Linked DNA regions of Mus musculus: all the other regions are linked to region 2. A link is a contact called in public promoter capture Hi-C data. All regions are on one chromosome and are shown on one strand. Each heading gives the region's core, a stretch centred on a gene start, on an enhancer-like site or on the middle of the called end of the contact. The rest is flanking DNA. Distances are from core to core; before and after follow the strand shown. Region 1 holds the start of Elovl1 (elongation of very long chain fatty acids (FEN1/Elo2, SUR4/Elo3, yeast)-like 1). Region 2 holds the start of Mob3c (MOB kinase activator 3C). Region 3 holds the start of Kdm4a (lysine (K)-specific demethylase 4A).

Region 1 (2,700 bases), core at 52-2,551, 2.6 Mb after region 2:
ATGACATTTCAGGGACATGGGGGTCTAGTATACAATGATACAGAAGCTGGGTTTGGAAGTAAATTCTCTGCTGGTTGTTTTTTTTTTTTTTTTTTTTTTTTTTTTGGTCAAGAGTAGGTGCTAACAGGTAAACAGGTAATCTAAAGAATGCTGAAAACTATACTCTGGCCTTCATCTCTTATCAATGCCTAGGTAACCAAATCCACCAATTATGAACCTATTATCCTTCCTAGCCACTGCCTCTTCTAAATTCCTCAACTCTCTGCCTACTTACATCATCCAGTTGTCCAAGCTGTAATTGAGTCTTTATAGGAAAGACAGATTTCATGCCATGCAATAGTTGGACTATCTGGTGCTGGGGTGGGTGGGTGGTGGTACTGAATTGACATCTAACTCCTCCCCCACCCCTACCCCTGCAACGTTGTCTGGCTTTCCCAACCCCATCTGTTACCTCTTCAGACCAGCTGTTTTCCTCTCACCTGGTCTCTCTAGTACCTTGTACCTGGGTTATAAGTTATGTTAGTGTGGGGAGCAGAGCTTAATGTGGTTTCGCTCACTGTAGATGGCCAGTAAATGTCTGACAGATGAGATGAGCTGCCTCAAAATTCTTGTTTTCTTCTGCTTCTAGAATAAGTCAGGCAGCCTCATTTGGCCTCCAAGATCTACTACATTGAACCACAGCCAATTTCACTTGCTACCCCCACCCCCACCCCCTTTCACTACCTTGAAGGCCAGTTTAGACAGTGATTCACAGTTCTTGCCTGGGGCCACTTGTATTCTCCCATCTCCGTTCCAGGAAATCCTCTCTGTGCCTCCTAAAGCTAGGACTCATCCAAGTTTATAGGCTCTGAGAAGCATGGTGGTGGCCGACTGCTGCCTCCCGCTAAAGCCTCCCGCCACCCCAATCAGCCCTTAGTAGGCACAGCTGGCCCTCCTCTTCCAGGAAAAGCCTTGAGGGAACGGTTGAACCCTGGAAATTTCCCGTAATCATAAGCCGCGACTGTCACAAAGCAGACAGGAGATGAGTGGGTCCTCATGCTGGACTGGACAGAGGACCACGAATGGGGCCATGCAGGCTGAACCTCAAGAAGAAGCTGGGTGCGGGCCAAGCCATAGTCATCGGCGGGACAGGCTGAGAGATGCGAAGGAAGGGGTGGAGAGCTGGGGCTGGGTGTGCTTCCTGCCCCGGGATCTGGCGACCCGCCCCTGCTCCCGCCCTGGCGGCCAGGCAGGCGCTGGACGGCCCCTCCTGCCTCGGCCAGCCGCCCAATCAGCAGGCGCCCCCCGCCCGGCCCGCCCCCTCCCCCTCTGGTGACAGAAAGTCGGCCCAGCAGATGAGGAAGTGGCCGGCAGGCGGCCCTGGGGACTTCTCTCCGGCCCTGATCCCTTTGAACCCTTCACTGCTGCCCGCCTGGTTTCCACTGGTGAGTGTGTACCTTCCATGGCTCCCCACGTGCCAGCGCCCCCTGCCTGGCTGGCCAGGCTAGCCCTGCCCTGCCTGCCTTGCCCTGCCCTGCCCAGGCTGTGGGCGAGGCTGTTCCTGGGGCGAGTGGGTGGGAGGTCCCAGGCACTGGGGCTGGGCCTGCCCACAGGATCCCTCCCCGGCACCTTGGCCCCTGACCCCCATTTGCTCACACCTAGTTCTTTTTCAGCACCTCCTGGCCTTCCACCCTTTGCCCACTCCTCTCTTTTCCCTTCCTGCCCCATGCCGGTGCCCTTTTTCTTTTCCATCCATCTTAAGGGAACTGGCTCTGTTTCACTGCGGGAGGGGGGTGGTGCGCACCCGGGTTTCCCTCAAACTTAGGGAGAGATCCTCAGAAGTCTGGACTCCCTCTTGCCCTCTGGGTCACTGTGTATCTCCCGGTGTTAAGTGGTGGTGAAGGGCGAGTGAATTGGAGGAGGTGGTTGAGGGAGGAGATAAGGAACTGGCAAGCTCACGTGTGTCAGAGCACATGCCTAAGTGCTAGGCCCCACTCCAACATAAGCCACCAACCAAAGTCTAACTGTAGGAAGAAATGAGTGTCACTCACCAGAGAGCTGTGTGTGCAGAAGGGAGGTGTGGGTGAAGATGTACCCATGCCTGGTCAGCTGTATGTCCCGCGGTTAATGCAATCCCTGACAGGTGTGAAGTTTAGGAGCCTGGCATGTCCGAGTCCAGTAGGGAGGCCTGTTTGGGTGATGTGGTCAACAAGATATGCCTGGACTGTGTGTGGATGTATGCTGGCTAGCTCCTGGCGCGGTATGCATGTCTCTGGGGGTGGTTGAGAGCGGTGTGATGAAGGTACATATTACTGTGTGAGAGCGTGGATGTGGATGGTAGAACTCAAGCCCCAAGGCTGGAGATTGATGGAGAGCAGCTGGAGCACTCCGCTTGTTGGGCAATTGCCGGAGTCCTCTGGGACAAAGTCCTAGGCTCTCCTGGGTCTAGGCTAAATTTTTGTATCCCTATAAACTTTCCCTTGGCATTCCTTCCAACTTTGAGGAGGAGGGGACCTAGCCCATGAGGCTCCCTCCCAGAAGAGGGAAAGATTCCTGAGACCTCCCCCACTCTCCCACCTCCTCACATACCACTGGTGTCCTCACCCCTCCCTGGTAGGGAAGGGTGATGCCCATTCTAAAGTAGGACAAACTAAGAATTCATGGCTGGTTTGGGAGAGAATGCTGGGTGTGGATTTTTTAGCAGTTCTGGCTTTGGCCAGA
Region 2 (2,700 bases), core at 195-2,694:
AGTCACTCCTTCTCGCTTTCATGTCCTCCGGGATGTCTTCGGCAGCCCAGCTGCCTGCCTTGGCCTTCTGTGGTACTTACTTTTTATGCTGTAACAAAATACTAAGGAAAAGCTTTTTGTTTTGGCTCACAGTTTGAGAGTGCAGTCCACCATGGTAGGGAAAGTATGTCAAGACAGGCTCTAAGCTGTGACAGCAAGAGTCTGGAACAGTGGTGAAGAAATGGAGGTGGATGGACACCTGTGCTCTATTGGCTCCCCCACCCTCACCCACCTTTCTGTTAGTTTAGTTCAGGATGGCAGGAGACACATTCAAGGAGAGCCAGTCCTCCTCAGTTAAACAACCCCTTGGGAATACACACTCCCAGAGAGGCGACTCCTTGGTAGTTCCGAAGCTAGTGAAGCTAACAATGAAGGTTAACCATAGCACTCACCTAGTAGAACTCTGTCTTCAACCTCCTCACCCTAGGCAGATCCTGCAGACAGGTTCCTGGGGCCAAGCCATGGTATGCATTGAGCACTGATGTGGGATAGCAGCCTGTTTCCAGGGGAGGAATCTAGGTAGAAGAGTGGGTAGTGTAGATCAAGTATGCAAAGGTTTGGAGCCAGATGGAACAGGCTGGGAGAGAAGCCATTCTAAAGAACAACAGAGACAAAGGAAGATAGGAAATGGGTAACTTTGGATGGTGTGAGAGTCTACAGAACCAGAACCAGGTGCAAGGAAGGCGAGGTCTTCTTTGAACATTCTTTGGGAATGTTTCTGTCTGGACTGACCCAGTCCACGGCTCCCATACGTGTGCTATTCATTTAAGTGTTTGGTTGTTTTGGTTTGGTTTGGTTTGGTTTTGGTTTTGGTGTTTTGTTTTGTTTTGTTTTGTTTTGTTTTGTTTTGTTTTGTTTTTAAGAGAGAGAGAGACCATCTTACCACCTAGCCCTGGCTAGCCTGGCTGGCTAGCAGCCTGGAACTCAAAGATTTGCCTGCCTCTACCTCGCTAGTGTTGAAATTAAAGACATGCGCCATCCACCAGCAGCAGCCTCCAGTGGTGGGTTTTGAGTTGCTCTGTATGGCAGTGGACTGAAGCTGAACACATTGGCTGCTAGGAACTTTTATTGAATTCAAAGACAAGTGAAGCTCAGATAACTGCAGGAGGGCTAGGAAACCATTCAAACCACAGCGGTTTTTCTTTCTGCTTCAGGCGGAAGCTAAACTTGTTCCCATTCTACAGCCTATGAATCTGAGGCTATCTCCTTAGGGAAGATCCAGGCGGTCCTTTGGGGCGGCTCCTCAGTTAGTCCTTTGCCCTCGGGGAGACAGCGAGCCCGATCGGACTTCCCACTTCCCGGAAAGGCTAAAGAGAAGAGTAAGTATCCTGGGACGGGGGAGTCCCTTTCCCCGCCCCTCCCCGCCCCGTGGCCGCGGCGTGGCTGAGCCTGGGGCGGAGCTGGCGTCTCCTCGAGCACTGGCGGCGGGACGGCGGCCGCGGCCCAGATCAGACTGGTGGGTAGACGCTGAGACCCGCACGGCGGGATCACAGGCCGGAGGACGACCGGCGCGTTGCGGTGTGGCCGCAGGGACAGAGACCCGGAGCTGTCCACTCAGGCGGAGCGGGTGAGTGAGCGCCGCGTCTCCGCGCCCCCCAGGGCCCAGTCTTGCTTCCACTTTTAGTTCTTCTTGGTCCTCGCGTGGCACCTTCTGGAAGCGACTCCGGCCCAAAAGCAGGCTGGCCACAGTCCTCAGCCCAGGGTCCGAGGCTCTCAGTGTCCGAAGTCCGGGGTGGGGGTGGCGGTAGCTGGCGGTGGTGGGGGGCGTGTCTTCAGGAGCGGAAATGTCAGGCTGGCTCCTCTGGGTCCTAGGACCTGTTTGGCCCTAACAGCTGAAGCTAAGGGGAGGTTCTTAGGAGCTCGCGGGAGGTAGGGGCGGGTCTGGCTGGACAGCGCTGCGTCTGTCGCTCCCTCTTTCTCTGAGAATCTCAAACTTAGATCTTGTCCCGCAGGGCGTGCTAGGCTAGATTCTGAGTTCAAACTGGGACCATCTTCTGGCTGATTCTAAGCCAGACTAAGGAAGGAGCAGGTGTGTCCCTGGCAGGGGACGAGGTAAGACAAACAGGCAGTGTCAGTCAGCCTGTGCTCTTCATCTAGGAAGATTAAATGCTTGGTCACGGAGTAAGCAAACCACTGACCACCTACCTAGTAATTAAAGTGGGGGGTCCACAGGGAAGAGGAAGAGAGGCTCCGTGTGAGGCTGGGAGAGGATAGTGCTAACAGACGGGATGCCCTCTTAGCTTACCTTCCGTACTCACCTCCAAGTTTACTCTTTCTAGGAAAAGTCCTGGGGCCTAAAGTTCTATACTAAGGAGGTGGGGCCTCTCTACTCCCTTCCTTCACAATTATCTATATCAGGCCAGTGGCCAGACAGCAGGAAAGGGACACTTTGTACCTTGTCATAGGCTGAGTCCCTTTTTATACCAGTCCCCTACTTCTAACTTGCTGTGCAAATTCAGGCTCCTCAAATCCTCCTCCTAGGCCTCAGTTTCGCCATCTGTTCATGTGGGACGTACCACTTGACCTCTCAGCTATCCCAACGTGTGTGTGTATGTGTGTGTGTGTGTGTGTGTGTGTGTGTGTGTGTGTGGTGCTGTGGGTATATGAAGATGGGCATGCAGAGATGGAGGCCCAGAGCTGATATCAGTTCTTTCCCCCTCA
Region 3 (2,700 bases), core at 62-2,561, 2.4 Mb after region 2:
GGGATTTCTGGCTAGGCATTTTTCATTAACTTTGCATAAAAGATATACTGTTATCCCTGCTTTACATACCAGGAAATGTATCCAAAGTGCCCCCTCTAAAGCATCTTCTACCACTTTCTGCTACCTCAGCTCTAATACTTACATGAACTAAGACTTCTCTGAAAGTGTGGAGGAACTTGAAGCCTATTCAATTTAGGAGACTTTTCCTTTTAAAAGGAAATTTTCAATATATTCTACTTTTGAAATTTTTACAAAAAGGTATCATAAATATCAGACTGGGGCTCCTCCCCTGGGCTTCAAAGGTGGTCACAATGTTGCTTCATCTGCCTCTAGCTCTGTTTATCTTTGTGTGTCCAGAAGCTAGAACAATGCTCGCCACAAAGTAGGCACTCAGTAACTGCTGAATAACTCATATCCTCTGCTCACTTTAGCGGATCATCCCATTACTTTAACTCTAGGGTTCCATTCCCGCGATCTATTCCCTTGGGGAAATCTGGTCTGGGGCACCTTCCCGTCCGCCTTCAGCAACAAAGCAAAGAGTACCGGGAGCTAAACCTTCGGCTCTAGAGTGAAAACTCTGAATACCGGTCTGATCTCTGTCACTTTTTAACACCTTGGCTGTGTGAATGGACTGGATGAGTCTCAGTTTCTCCACCTGCAAAATGGGGACCCCAAACCCCTGCCTTGATGGATCGTATGATTAACTTAGATGATGCAAGCGAGCCCTAAACGCTAGGCCCGGTAAGCACTCCATAAAGGCAGCTGTTGCTAACAGTGACCTGAAACTCCCGCACTCTCCGCCCCCGCAGCCACCCCCGCGGCATCCCTCCAAAGGCAGCCCGGTTCCCAGTGTCCCCACACACCACTTACAGACACTGCCCCTCCCGGCCCCACCGCCTAGGCGAGGGAGGCCCGGCCGCAGGAAGAAGAAAATAAGGCCCAGTGGGCCCGCCCCCCTCTCCCGACGCCCATTGGCCACTAGAGATTGGAAAGAACCAATCGCAAAACTTATTTTAGAAGCTCCTTTCTCTATTGCTCAAACCCCATGTCGATCACAGAGCACAGAAAGACCCACCTCACCACCCTCCCCCACTGGAGCTCACGGCCAAGGGTTTTGGCAGCATCAACCCCTTGGGGAATCCAAAACCCGATGGCTCTCACCTGGAGCCTAAAGCCCTAGCAGGGCTCAGGCCCGATTGCTGTTGTCGCCACTCGCCGATCCCACTGTCTTTCTTGAGGGCGAAAGACAGAGCTCCGCCTCCTTTAAAGTCTGACTCTGCGCAGCCTCACAGAGCCCATAGTCAACCAACCCAAGAATGGCTTTAGGTCCTCAGCTAACCAATGAACACTCACTACACCGACTCGGCGTCTGGAACTACGAGTCCGCTTAGCCTATGAGCGTCGTCTCGAGCTGTTGCCAGGAGAAAACGCTGAGCCTCCGGGGACTGGGGCCACTGAGCATCAGGGCTGGATCCAGAGTTAGCCTATCAGAGGCTGACTCAGATCTCCATAGTTAAGCTGGGTAGAAAGAAGCGAATACCCTGAAATGGGCTAGCCGGTTATGGGGAAGGGCGAGCAGGTGGTTATAGGATGTTTCTAGCGAAAGGATAAGCCTAATTTTCTTGGAGTAACTCCTTTGCCTAAGATATAAAGGCGATGGAAGACCTCCGGGAAAGTTTCTAAAGTCAAGGAGTTCAGAGAACGTGACCAGCATGTCCAAGTTTGCCCAGTACTCTCAGTTTGACTCTCTTCTCTAAGAAGCCCCTCGCCTGCTGGCAAGGCGGGTTAGGTAAAGATCTGCTCCAGGAGAAGGAGCCCTGGGGGGTCATTAGGACAGATCCTGAAGGAAGATATCCCTGAGGCTTTTTAAAAGCGGCTCCCCTTGAGCGAAAATTTGGGGTCATTAGCAGCTCTTGGAGCGAACAGGGTGATTCTAAGAATCATTAAAGGCACTTCAGGGGGCCGAACAGGATCCCTAGAAGTCATTAGGAGCAGTTCCTGAGAGGCTGTGAGCAGCCTTAAGGAGTTCCCAGATTGTCAAGGACGATGAAGAAAGAGAGGTTAACACCCTTATAAGTCAAATAAGGAGGAGAACTCACTAGGGCATAAAACATGAGCAAAATTCCCGATAGCACCGGGAAGAAGAGTTGTATTGTGTTTGAACTGCTTTCAAAACCAACCCTTCGGTACAGAGAGATGACTGAGAGGAAAGGCACAAGTCTTATGATCTGAGGTAAGCTGTTGAAGGAGAGAATCAATACAAGTTCACAAGATGTCCTCTGACTTTAGTGGATTGCAGTGTCACCGCCGCCACAAACACACTAAATAAATAGGTTAAAAAAAAAAAAAGTAAGCTGGGCGGTGGTGGCACATGCCTTTAATCCTAGCACTTGGGAGGCAGAGGCAGGCAGATTTCTGAGTTTGAGGCCAGCCTGGTCTACAAAGTGAGTTCCAGGACAGCCAGAGCTATACAGAGAAACCCGGTCTCAAAAAATACCAAAAAAAAAAAAAAAAAAAAGTTTTTAAACAACTTCTCGTCCATGCCTGGATTTTTCAAGGGGAACAAATTCAGGAGAGTTGAGATGGATGGCAAGAGTTTACCAATGTTAACTAAAAGGAGATACTTCATAGAATGCTATGGGTTAAATATCTAGGCACATATCTGATGAAAAGGGTGCTTTAAAAAAAATGAGAGGCCAG

What was found. Promoter capture Hi-C pulls out the DNA fragments that hold promoters and counts their contacts. Capture Hi-C pulls out chosen DNA fragments and counts their contacts.
Region 1: a contact with region 2 is called in a promoter capture Hi-C map of pre-B cells, with 6 times the contacts expected there. The contact joins the promoter of Elovl1 here to the promoter of Mob3c in region 2. A contact is called at or near these places in 3 of 39 promoter capture datasets (erythroid cells, liver and pre-B cells), 1 of 484 Hi-C or Micro-C datasets (CD8 T cells) and 3 of 9 other capture datasets (adipose tissue, liver and macrophages).
Region 3: a promoter capture Hi-C map of adipose tissue shows a contact between it and region 2, with 3 times the contacts expected there. The contact joins the promoter of Kdm4a here to the promoter of Mob3c in region 2. A contact is called at or near these places in 1 of 484 Hi-C or Micro-C datasets (CD4 T cells) and 2 of 9 other capture datasets (adipose tissue and liver).

What each region holds. Positions count from the first base shown.
Region 1 is chr4:118,426,792-118,429,491 of GRCm38.p6, forward strand. It overlaps Elovl1 (elongation of very long chain fatty acids (FEN1/Elo2, SUR4/Elo3, yeast)-like 1), which reads left to right and starts at 1,302. Exons shown (of 8, transcript NM_019422.3): 1 at 1,302-1,424.
Region 2 is chr4:115,826,636-115,829,335 of GRCm38.p6, forward strand. Mob3c (MOB kinase activator 3C) reads left to right here and starts at 1,445. Exons shown (of 4, transcript NM_175308.5): 1 at 1,445-1,606.
Region 3 is chr4:118,178,732-118,181,431 of GRCm38.p6, forward strand. It overlaps Kdm4a (lysine (K)-specific demethylase 4A), which reads right to left and starts at 1,312. Exons shown (of 22, transcript NM_001161823.1): 1 at 1,162-1,312.